Regions from separate parts of the Mus musculus genome. Here region 1 is linked to region 2. Evidence: chromatin contacts called from public HiChIP or PLAC-seq data. All regions are on one chromosome and are shown on one strand. The core of a region is the stretch at or near the end of the contact, and the rest is flanking DNA. Distances in the headings are between cores, read along the strand shown.

Evidence for each region. HiChIP or PLAC-seq counts read pairs in DNA pulled down with a chosen protein or histone mark.
Region 1: a contact with region 2 is called in an HNF4G HiChIP or PLAC-seq map of pancreatic cancer cells. The contact joins two enhancer-like sites. A contact is called at or near these places in 1 of 15 datasets of contacts at CTCF or cohesin (the NIH/3T3 cell line), 1 of 484 Hi-C or Micro-C datasets (nephron progenitors), 1 of 115 datasets of contacts at active chromatin or transcription factors (pancreatic cancer cells) and 3 of 9 other capture datasets (adipose tissue, liver and pancreatic islet).

The regions. Positions count from the first base shown.
Region 1 is chr8:46,809,386-46,815,135 of GRCm38.p6, forward strand. The region is part of intron 5 of Irf2 (interferon regulatory factor 2); the gene reads left to right. Among named protein-coding and RNA genes, the nearest start is that of Gm39170, 18 kb to the right of the region's middle. Within about 2 kb of position 2,081, at least 123 of the 459 cell types and tissues checked have an H3K27ac peak or open chromatin away from gene starts, as enhancers often do. A contact at or near this core is called in the NIH/3T3 cell line, adipose tissue and pancreatic cancer cells, where this site is marked.
Region 2 is chr8:46,637,070-46,642,792 of GRCm38.p6, forward strand. Casp3 (caspase 3) reads left to right here. Exons shown (of 7, transcript NM_001284409.1): 7 at 850-2,629. The coding sequence ends at 1,079. Among named protein-coding and RNA genes, the nearest start is that of Casp3, 23 kb to the left of the region's middle. Within about 2 kb of position 2,037, at least 154 of the 459 cell types and tissues checked have an H3K27ac peak or open chromatin away from gene starts, as enhancers often do. A contact at or near this core is called in the NIH/3T3 cell line, adipose tissue and pancreatic cancer cells, where this site is marked.

The sequences.
Region 1 (5,750 bases), core at 831-3,330, 170 kb after region 2:
AAGAGATCCAAAGCCCTCTTCTGGCCTCTACAGACATACACCTCTCTCTCTCTCTCTTTCTCTCTCAATCTCTCTCTCTCTTTCCCCCCCCCATATCCCTCTCTCTCTCACACACACATGCTTAAATAAATAATTCAATAAATAGCATAGGACTAATGATTAATTTTGTTGTAATTTTTATTGTGGAAAATTTTTATACATGTAGGAAGGAGTAAGATTTACTGTAGATCACCCTCTAATTTTAATATCAATCAATTCTTGACCAGATTTGCTTCATCAGTGCTTCCATCCTTTCCCTCACTTTCAATATCATCATAGATATTTGACCCATTTTGACTACAGAAACAATTTGTGATAGTTGTCAAAATATTTTCAGGCAAATCTCAAATATGATGTTTCTTCTGTAAGCATTTCACTATATATTTTTAAAAGTACATGCCCTTTAAAAATACCATGCTGTCATTATTTTAGCTGATGAATTTGACAGGAATCCCTCTGTATCGTTAAATATCTAGCCAATGCTCAGTTTTCCTATTATCACAGAAATGGTACTACAGTTTTATATACATATATATCTGTAATATAGTTATACATATATACGTGTAATATATATTTTATATATGTCTATTTGTATCTGTAATATATATGTATATATTACCTTAACTAATACCCACACCATCAGCTGGGTGTGGTAGAGAGCACATATCTGTAATCCCAGCATCCAAGAGGCTAAGTTAGGGAGATCTTGAGGGTGATTGTCCTGCACCATATAATTTGAAGAAAACTTTGTTTCGGAAAAGAAAGAGAAATTTACCTGAGAACCCCATAGGAACTTTTTGCTGTATCTCAAGAATTTTTCTTTTTTAAAAATAATACCTTTTAATGGTTTATTTTTACTTCCTGTGCGTTGGTGTTTGGCGTAGGTGTTGTCCGTGTGAGGCAGTCAGATCTGGAACTGGAGTTGCTGACAGTTGTGAGCTGCCGTGTGGTTGCTGGGAATTGAGCCCAGGTCCTCTGGAACCCAGAATTTTCTTTCTTCCTTCCTTCCTTCCTTTCTTTCTTCCTTCCTTCCTCTCTTTCTTTCTTTGTTTCTTTCTTTGTTTCTTTCTTTCTTTCTTTCTTTCTTTCTTTCTTTCTTTCTTTCTTTCTTTGCTTGCTTGGTTGGTTTTTCTTTGAGACACAGTGTCACTGTGTAGCCTAGGCTAGCCCCAGACTTGCAGCAGCTCTCTGCCCTCAGCCTGTCTAGTACTGGATCATGGACCAGAGCCACCACAGCCACCACGAGTGACCTTGCTTTCAGTCTAGGGACATTTTCTATGTCTCTTTTTATAAAACAAAACAAAACACAGCATTATTTTCTCCCTATGATTATAAAAAAACTAATTATTAGCCATACTGTTTTCCATGGTGATATTTTTAGACCTGCATTTTGAGTGTCCCAAATATATCTCTACATCTCAGTAAGAGATGTATAACTTTTTTTTCCCACCACAAATACCTAGTTTGAAGAATTCACTGTACTCTTAGGTGTGATTGTCTCATATTTAGTATGTTCACAGCATTCAGTGACTAGCATAGAGCAAACTATACATATCTGATAACTGAGTGGGAGCATGAACATTTATTAAAAACGCAGATATATTTATTCTGTATGGTGGGAGTCAGGGGCTTTACAGTACAGATTTAATTTCATAATTGCAGCGAGTAGAAAAACAACAGCAGAATAACATTTACTTTTCACTATATTTTCCCCACACGTAACCACTATATTCCATTCAGTATCAAATACCAAAGGTTATATGGCTGGCCGTTACGTTATGTCTCTTTAAGACAGACACACTACTTCCGGTGAAGCAGTCAAGGCTGAGACATGCAGCATCCCGGGGCTGTAGGAATGTAAGGAAATGTGCTTCCTAGGGTGGGTGGCATGTGGGGGTCCTCGTAAGAAAAGGGTAGCTTTGGTTACATCAGCCTCGTGGGGCCACTAAAATGTGGTAGGCACAGCCCTGGTGAGACTTAGCCATGTTCATCCAGGAAGTGAGCGGCCTTAAATGAAGCCACGTGGGTGGAGCTCCTGCTCAGGAGCATCTGTTATGAAATCCTTGTGTAACAAAGCTATGATTAACACTGTGTTCCTCAAGGGACATTGTTCCTTCAGCGGAAGGCTGATGAATCATACTTAGTGCAGCCTAACCTTTGGATGTAGCTATCTTTTGCATTTGTCTTGCATGCAGTGTTATAGTAGAACGTGTATCAGGCCGGTGGGTTTTTCCCAATTCTGGGGTTTATAGTTGCTAAAGGCATTGATCGATCTGCAGAATGATTCCAAAGTTAATTCCACAATGGCTTTGGGATCATTACAGTTAAAAGATTGTCTTTAATAAAGGATTAATAGTCTACTTTTTTGTTAAAAGTCTAAGTATGTAAGCTGTGCCAGGTTTGATGGCATATGCCCTGTAATCCTAGCAACTGGGAAGTGGAGGTAGAGGGTCAGGAATTTTAAGGTAAACCTAGGCTACATAGGAAGTTTGAAGTCAGCCTGTGCTACAATAAATCCTGGTTCATAAAATAAAACAACCACCAGCCATACTGGGCCATGGACACATTCACTGTATGTTCCTTGCTGTTTCAGAAAATAGTTTCTCCAAGGATCCGTGGAGGGAGGACGTTGTCAGAGTTAAAATGGAGTCACTGGGCATGGTAGTGTTTTCCTGTCAGTCTGGCCTTGACAAGGCTGGAGCAGGGGGATATTAAGTTTAAGGGAAGTCTGGGCTTCATGATAAACCCTTATCTCAAACCAAGATGAAGTTGGTTGTGCCAGCTCTTCCCAAAGTCAAGGGGTTTGAAGAAAATGCTTTTTATGCATGGATAGCTGACAATAAATATGTTCTAACTTTCCTTCATTCCAACCTGTGTTCATCTAAACACAGACAAATTCCACCTCAAACAGAAACTGGGGTGTTGTAACTGGCTTGGCAGAAATGAAGGTATTTTTGAAGAGAAGTGAACAGACAATTCAAACAGTGGACCCCAAAGAAATGGGACGTTTCCCCAGAAATCTCTTGCAGGGAGAAGGAAAAGCCCCCAACCAATGGGGAAACTTGTCTCCCAGTGAGATTTCACACCATCCTAATAATTTGTTAGACCACGCTTTCATCTCGAAGCCTGTTCTGCAAGCCATGTTTGGTCGCCCATCCTCAATAGCCACTTAAAAGAGCCAAATTAATAGTAGAAAACTGAAAATTGAGATTTTTTTTCAATATGACAACATTGTGGAGAAGAACAGAAAGATCCGGTAAACCCTCAGGTCCATCTTTAAGAACCTGAAAGGCCACCATCTTCAGGGTCCCGAAAGGCAATAAAAGTTTAAATAGAAGACAGAGAACATGAACATCTATCTACACAGTGCTGGTCAAGGTGTGGTCCTGCCCACCACTGACCCATCATGTTCTGGGCTTCAGTTACATTTTGTAAGGCCATCTAATTGGAAGAGCTACACCTCTAAAATATCTTCATTTTTATCACTGTCTATCTGAGAGTATATTCTGTGTGCTCAGTGGGCCACACATCACTAAAATAAACTACCTCTGTGGCGCTACCTGTCTGACCTAAGAAAATTAGAATAAGAGAAACGTTAGTAAGCAGTCTCAGACTGAACAGTGAATGTATGCGTTTCAGAAAATACCATGGAACAGATTGCCCTGGTACAACAGATTGCTCTGTTCCATATAGGCAAGACCAAGGACGATAAGGCTAACAGTAGGCAGGGTGGTAGGTGTTGACAATTTTTAGTTCCTCTAAATGATACTATTCCCTTATTTAGCTCTTCCTGGGATGGTCAGAGTTTTCCCCTTTTCCCTATCTAGGAAGTACAGGCATAGGGGATGAGTCATTTTCCCAAGATGGCATGGCTTTCTGGAGTTTGAGAACTCTTCTGGGAGCTGCAGAACTTGAGCCTGACCCTGGGGAGGGAAATGTGGCCCAGATCAGATAATGCTCACTCCTTAGGAAGGGATGCTTCATGAGTGAAGGCCTAGAGGTCAGCGTTATTTGGTTTCCTCTGAATGAATATGGAAACTGGCTTAATTTAATCAGGGGCATTGTGTGGAGAACAATGGAAAATAAAGATGCCCAGGTAAGATGGATATGAACGAGTGCTTCCTGCATCAGGGGGAGTGGGGGGGGGTTGGTTGCAGATGAAAACACAAGCATTTCCAAATCAACGCATCAGTGTTCCCATGGAAACCGAATAGAAAGGGGCGTAATGTCATTTGGTGGAAGTCACTGGTCTGTGTTCGTTCCGAGGGCAGCCATGTGGTTAGAAATTACAGAATAGCTGGTGTCCATTCTGCAGACCTTTCTCACAAGACTGTTTCCTGCAACAGTACATTCCTGATTAGACAGGACGATTGGGGCAGCAGCAGCTCCTTCCTTGCTTGGGAAAACTCTTCAGGTTTAAGACTATGATGACCAGGGAACCTGTATCGGAGGGCGACTTGAAAACACATCAGAGCTGCTTTGGATAAAGCCAGCTAGGAAGATGAAGCAGGTTAGGAGCTATCCATCACTGGCCATTCCCACCCCCCTCCCCTGCTGGTGGACTAAGTCACTTCTCTGGACACAGAAAGGGATAGCTTTCATCTTAGAGGAAAGAAAACATAGTTTATTCTAGAGCTAAATTTGAGTGACCATGGCTCTGGAACACCGATTTAGGTCACTCCAGATTCCATGTTCCACCGTGGAAACAGCTTTGTGAGGTTTTATAGTTATGCAGAATCAAGAAAGTCCTGTCATGGCAAATTTAAACCACATCGGTGGGTGCCTCAGAGAGGCTTTCTCGGTGATCAGGGGAACCTTTCCCATAGGCCTCATATCTGATGGCATTCTTACTTTGGGAGTTGTTAGAAGCTAGTGTTGTGCTGTGAGGCAACATAGTTCAAAAAGTGTTTATTGACTAGTCCCACCATGTTGGTTCTGACACAGTGTGGGCAAGGATAGCTATTAAGGAAGCTAAAGCTAGCTCAAGATGAGCTAATTAGTCCTACACCATTTCAGTCTCCTTATCTTACTGAAGTTCTACTCAGTGTATCAGTCTCTTTAGATGCAGCTCCTTGCCAGGAAGTCTTGTTAACACTTCTTTAGGAAATCAAGTTGAGCTACTTGGGGCAAAGGTTTGGAGCCCAGTGGATCAAGGTAAAAGGAAGAAAATGGCAGACTGCACAGTAACAAATATAGACAAAGATGGTGACCGTTGGGATGGAGCCCAGGGGACATTGCTTCCGAGTATGGAGCGTGAAGACAGGAGTAGTTAAAAGAGGAAGATACAGAGAAGGAATACTAGGTCTGGAGCTTGTTTGTGAGTGAAATGACATCTGGCAAGCAGATGTCATGCTGAGTGTCTGAGGCCCAAAGGTGTGACCCTTTACTCCAGAATGACATTGGAAGTCTTGAAAACAGGCCCTTTTCCAAGACAGAAATTCTCCGAGATGTAGGGAAAGAAAAGGGAGTGAGGAATTAGCCATGGGAAGCTGGTCAGTTAGAGATGAGTAAAGATGGCCTTCCTTCAGGGAAGGAAAGGTGGAGGCAGGCTGGAGGCTGCTTGGCAGCATTTGTTCTCCATGATGCTATGGCTGCTGAGGTGACCTCTGCACCCTCTAGAGTTCTGTCTCTGCCTTTCTTCATGAAGCTCAGCCTGGCCCTTTTCACAGAGACCTGGAGGCACTCTTAGATCTGAGGTCCTCAGATTGACT
Region 2 (5,723 bases), core at 787-3,286:
ATAGATAGATCTATTAAACAAATAAAATATACTCATCTTGTTTATTTTATCCACTAGGTATCTTCTAAGCAGTGTACTTCTAAGCTAAACACAATGAATCCTGTAGTTAATCTGAAAATAAATACAAAAACCCTATGGGGGGGGGCCTTTTTGAATACTATTTGTTTTATTCATCCAGTTGCCCCAGAGGCAAACTAATGTCATTTTTTTAAAGTGTACATCTCTAATAAACAGCTTAGTGGTTAAGGGCACTTGTTACTCATGCAGAGGACCTGGCTTCGGGTGCTCACAGCCGCACGGTAGCTCACAACCACGGGTAACCCTGATTCCAGGGTTCTGACTCCCTCTTCTGATCTGCGTGGGCACAGGGCACTTGCATACATGCAGGCTGAGACATCATAAACATAAAATGAATAAGCAAAGAAACCTTTTTAAAGTGTGTGTATATGTAAGCAGTTTATTTCCTGCCTGAGCCAGTATTCATAACAGATGAGTTCAGATTGAAACACCATGTTACCTACAGGGTCCCATTTGCATAGCTTTGCACAACCTGGTATTGTCCGGTCTGTGTCTTCCTCTTCTTCGCCCTGACCTATGGGAAAGAGACCCTAAAGTAGAACTCGGGAAACCAACAGTAGTCAGTCCTGATTGATCTGCGTTTTCTTTTCCAGCAGAGAGCAGTGAGGTCTGGAGTCCAGGGTTGCTAATTATTTTCCTTTGTGTGGCTTCTAAGACTGAGGAAGCTTATGTCTGTCTGGATCGTTCTGGTTATATGAAAATGTGTAGACTCCTCCAGAGTGATGCTGTGGTGTAATAGAAGATACAGTCCTTCGTATTTTTGCCTCCTAGGTTACTATTCCTGGAGAAATTCAAAGGACGGGTCGTGGTTCATCCAGTCCCTTTGCAGCATGCTGAAGCTGTACGCGCACAAGCTAGAATTTATGCACATTCTCACTCGCGTTAACAGGAAGGTGGCAACGGAATTCGAGTCCTTCTCCCTGGACTCCACTTTCCACGCAAAGAAACAGATCCCGTGTATTGTGTCCATGCTCACGAAAGAACTGTACTTTTATCACTAGAGGAATGATTGGGGGTGGGGGGGGGCGTGTTTCTGTTTTGTTATGCCAAATGAGAAAGCTGTCAGGGAGACTCTCATTTAAATCTAATCTGACGGTCCTCCTGGTCTTTGTACGCTACCACTGCCTAGCAATGCAGCCAGCCACAGTGCAGCTACCTCAACTTCGACATCAGGTAGTTGAAATGAAATTTAATTTAATAAGGAGCAAGTAACTGTCAATGATGGTACTATCATCCTAGATGAAATTACAAAGTTGCCCTTTTATAATTAGCAAGATTTGGCGATACTATGAATTTTGAAGTCATTTTGAAGCAGTACAGCTTTTCCACTGATGATTTTATACTCCCCACTCATGTTAAGAATGTTGTTCTAGTTTTCGTTAAACGTAGAAACAATAATGTCAAATGATAATGTCTTAGAACTTGAATCCATGAGCAGAGTCAAAGGCTGGAACCCTTGTTTTGGACCTGATTTATGGAAGTGAAGAGTTGGACCACCATAGCATGCATTATAGCTACTGGTTTTGTGACAGTTGTCCACAACACGTATTTGTTATTTTAAAAAAAAAAATCATGTTTTATTACTGGAACAAAAATAACTTGAGTATTTATGTGAGAGGAAAACCGTGTGCGAACTTGGTTGACTCATTGAAGGCAAGGTGCTAAAATCCATCAGCATTTGTTTCTTACTTATCCTTATACAAATCAGCTCGGTCTTACAGACCAGCAAAATATCTCAAGAGCTGTTATGTAACAGCCTCAAATGGTTGATTATTAGAATGAAGTACAGGAATTCTATAGGAATATACTATAATACCAGTTGTCAAACAGAGCTTAAGAAAAGGAGAGATGAAATCTACTGTAGTTGGAGAGAATGTGGTTTGAGCCAGAGCAGAGACTTGGCAGAGCCATGGGCACATCTTCAGAAAAGGCCTGCCAGCTGGACTCCCCACCCCTCACCCCACCCCCCTTGTGAGTTCTGGTTTGTGTGGATGATGTCCAAGTTACCACGTGGGAAAGTGAACCAGATCACAAACTTCTGCAAAAAGGCTTTCCCAGAGGGCTGAGAGTCTGAAGAAAGTTCACTGGACTCCATGTCCAGAGTCTGTAGCATGCTGACTTTTCTGTTGACGTTTACAAAGAAAGGAAAAATAATGGTGATATTTATACTGTGCTAGAAACGAAAGGGCCAGGGCACACAGGACTTGGAAAGCATCCAGCAATAGCCCTGCAGCCCATGTGGAGAAGCTGCGGGCTGCAGTCCATCCTCAGGGAGACTGTGCTCTGCTCCTGGCCTCCTTATGGGGGTGCTGAGTCACTGCTGGCTCTCGCAGCATTTCTCCTAAGCTTCCTTGTTGCACAAAGAAAGGAAGGAACTCACATTGTAACGGATAGATTCTTGTTTAGACTGGCTTTGTTGTTAACGCTTTCTAAGTGAATGCAGCATGTGATGGTATTTTAAAGTGTGTTCCCATGTGACAATTTTATAAAAGTTTGTTACCTTGCAATTTTATTTCAAAACATAAATTCAGATTTAAAATTATCAGTGTATTTGAGGGTTTGTTGTTGTTGTTGTTGTTGTTGTCGTCGTCAATACTTTTGCTGTTGTAATAACTAAGTGAAAGTTAAAATAATTTTAACCCACAGTCTAATTTGAGAGAGTCAGAGGATGCAACAAGGCCTTAATCTAATATGTTAAGGTGTTGGCAAGTGGAAGAACCTCTGATATGATAGGATTTAAACCCAAAGAAATAGGTAGAATATACTCAAAGAATACAGGAAGGGGTGGGGACTCAGCTCCTCCAAAGTTTACATAATAACCACAGCTTCTCTAAAGTGAAGGTCAAAAGTGGATCAAGGAACTCCTGTACACAAGGAGGAGCGTGTCACGAATGTTTTTGTCTAGCTGCTTTCTAACAGGGGATAGGGTGGTGGAGAAATGACTCAGCAGTTAAGAGCGTCGGCTGTTCTTCAGAAGAACTGGATTTGAACCCAAGCACCCACATGGCAGCTCACAATTTTTTGTAACTAGCTCCAGGGGACCCAACTGCCTCTTTTTGCCTCCTTGGGAATTTTATGCACATGGTGCAGAGGCATACACGTGGGCTAAATACCTATATACATGAAATTAAACCTTTAAAGACTAGCTCTTTAATGTGTGGAGAAAAGGCTAGCCCATTGTAATTTCCATACTATCTATATAAAGAGGTCTGAGATAGTACAAAGAAAACAACTGGAGCTATGGGTCTGGGAGTAGTTAGCTGGGTAAAGCAGTTTCCTTGCCAGCACAAGAACCTGAACTAGAACTTGATCCCCAGAATCCATGTTAAAAGGAAAAAAAACCCGAATTGTGATGCTCGCTTATAATTCCAGCAGTGATGGAGATAAGTGAGTTCCTGAGGCTCACTGGTCAACCAGCCTAGTCTCCATGGCAAACGCATGGCTGATGTGCTCAGCTATGGAGAAATGATACCAGTCCCATTATCACCTGGCCTACACATACACAAGATAAAAACCATCAACTGGGCCATGTATGTGAATAGAGCAAGTGTAAACAAAGAGAGCATATACCCCTTATGTTCAGATAACCCAATCTCCCATCATAATAAGAGGAATATAAATTATGATATCACCTACCAGACTGGACAGTATCGCCCAAGTGCTGGAGGTATAGGCATGCATCACCATGCCAAGCATGTGCTGTGGTTAATCCCAGCACTCGGGAGGCAGAGGCAGGTGGATTTCTGAGTTTGAGGCCAGCCTGGTCTACAGAGTGAGTTCCAGGACAGCCAGGGCTGTACAGAGAAACCCTGTCTCAGAAAACAAAACAAAACAAAAAACAAACAAAAACATGTTGCATGAATATTCATGAGATGGATGGCATATTCAGAGGGGTAAGGTGACCATTTGTTCCCTTCCAAACCATAGTGAACCAGATCTCTTCTTGGCTAGTCCTTCCCATGATCCTCTTTAAAAAGAGAAGCAAACTCACTAAGAAAATGATATTATAAACAAATTGAGATTTCCCAAGGTGGTCTACCCTTTGTTATAATATATTTGTGGCAATTTGGTTCGGTTCCCTTGTACTTAGTTTCTGCTTTGCGGGGACGAACCCAAATGCAGCTTAAAAGATGGAGTAAACCTCTAAAGATCATTTCAAACACCAGGAGAATCAGCTACCAAGAAACAGGTGTAGTGTTCCGTGGTTACCTCTTAACTAACTCCTCGACTTCTGATCCTCGGTGGGAGCTGTGGAACAATAGACCCAACTGTGAGAGTCTGTGGTCGGAAATGGCTTGTCTGAGTCAGAAGTGAAGCAGAGTTTACAGTGAAGAAATAAGTGTTGACTTTGGAAAAGAAGGCACATGACTAAGGTAGGTAGATAGGGTATTTTCCTTCCATTCAATCTGTGATACCCACTTCCTTCCTGGTGTCAATTATCTGTTAGACTCCCTCCCAGAACTCAGGAGAATTCTTTAGTTATAGGACTCAGTTTGTTAACTAATACGATTGAAGAATGTGGAAATGCAGGGCTAGGTGTGGTGGGGAGGGACACAGATTCTCCTTGTTTTCTTGGAGTGTCCCCCCTCAACCCCCACCCCCACCCCTACTCTGAACTGTTCAACCACTTGGAAACTGAAGCTCATCAGGACTTCTAGAACTCAGGCCCCAGCAACTCTACTTCCCCAGAAGTCAGAGCTAGGATGGGCCAGTCCCAGCAGCCTTCACTGAGATGATCTATGGCTCTGCCTACCGTTAGCATAAACTTAGGTGTGAGCTAAAGGGACTTGCTATTAACATCAGAAGTCACTCCTATCTCTCTGGAGAATCTAAGCAGTTTAAGACTTCTGTATGCAGGAAGTAGGGGGCTGGGAGATCATGTTTCTCATACTGGACTTGAGGGAACTTGTGATTATAGATTTACTTGGGAAGAAGAGTTGAAAATGGTACAAGGCGTTTCAGGATACACAGGCCGCCTGGTGACGGGAAAGAGCAGCTGTTTTCTTGGGTTCTTGGTGGGATCTAGAGTGTTAATCATGAGGTGGTTCTTGGTGGGATCTAGAGTGTTAATCATGAGGTTGGCATTCTCCTCTTCTGGCTTCAGGGAGTTTTTCCATTTAAGATAATAGAGCAATGATGGCCAGTTTGCCCCTGGAGACATTTTAGCATTACCTTGTACCTGGTGGGTCTTGTGATAAGATAAAGGGAGACCAGGACATGCCATACATTGTATAAATAGGTTCCATACATTGTACAGGTAGGTTCCATACATTGTACAGATAGGTCCCATGCATTGTCTATACACTGCATGTTTTATTCAATCTGGGCCCCCAGGTTATGGGATGATGCCACTCACATTGAAGGGTCTCTCCTCACTAAATCCTTTCTGGAAGCGCCTCCCACATACAGAGATACTTTTAGGTGATTCTAGATCCAGCCAAGTTGACAATGAAGATTAACCATGCTCTGTCGCAGATCCAAAGGACAGGACCGAGGACAGGATTTGCAGAGTAGGTTGTGTTCAGAGTTTATCATCTGTGAGGATGAGCCGCCTGGTTACTGGTGTGATGCTGAACACTGTGTGTACACTGGAATGGTGCTGTATTTCTGCGCCATCTTACCCTGCCTCCCTCCCCTCTTATTTC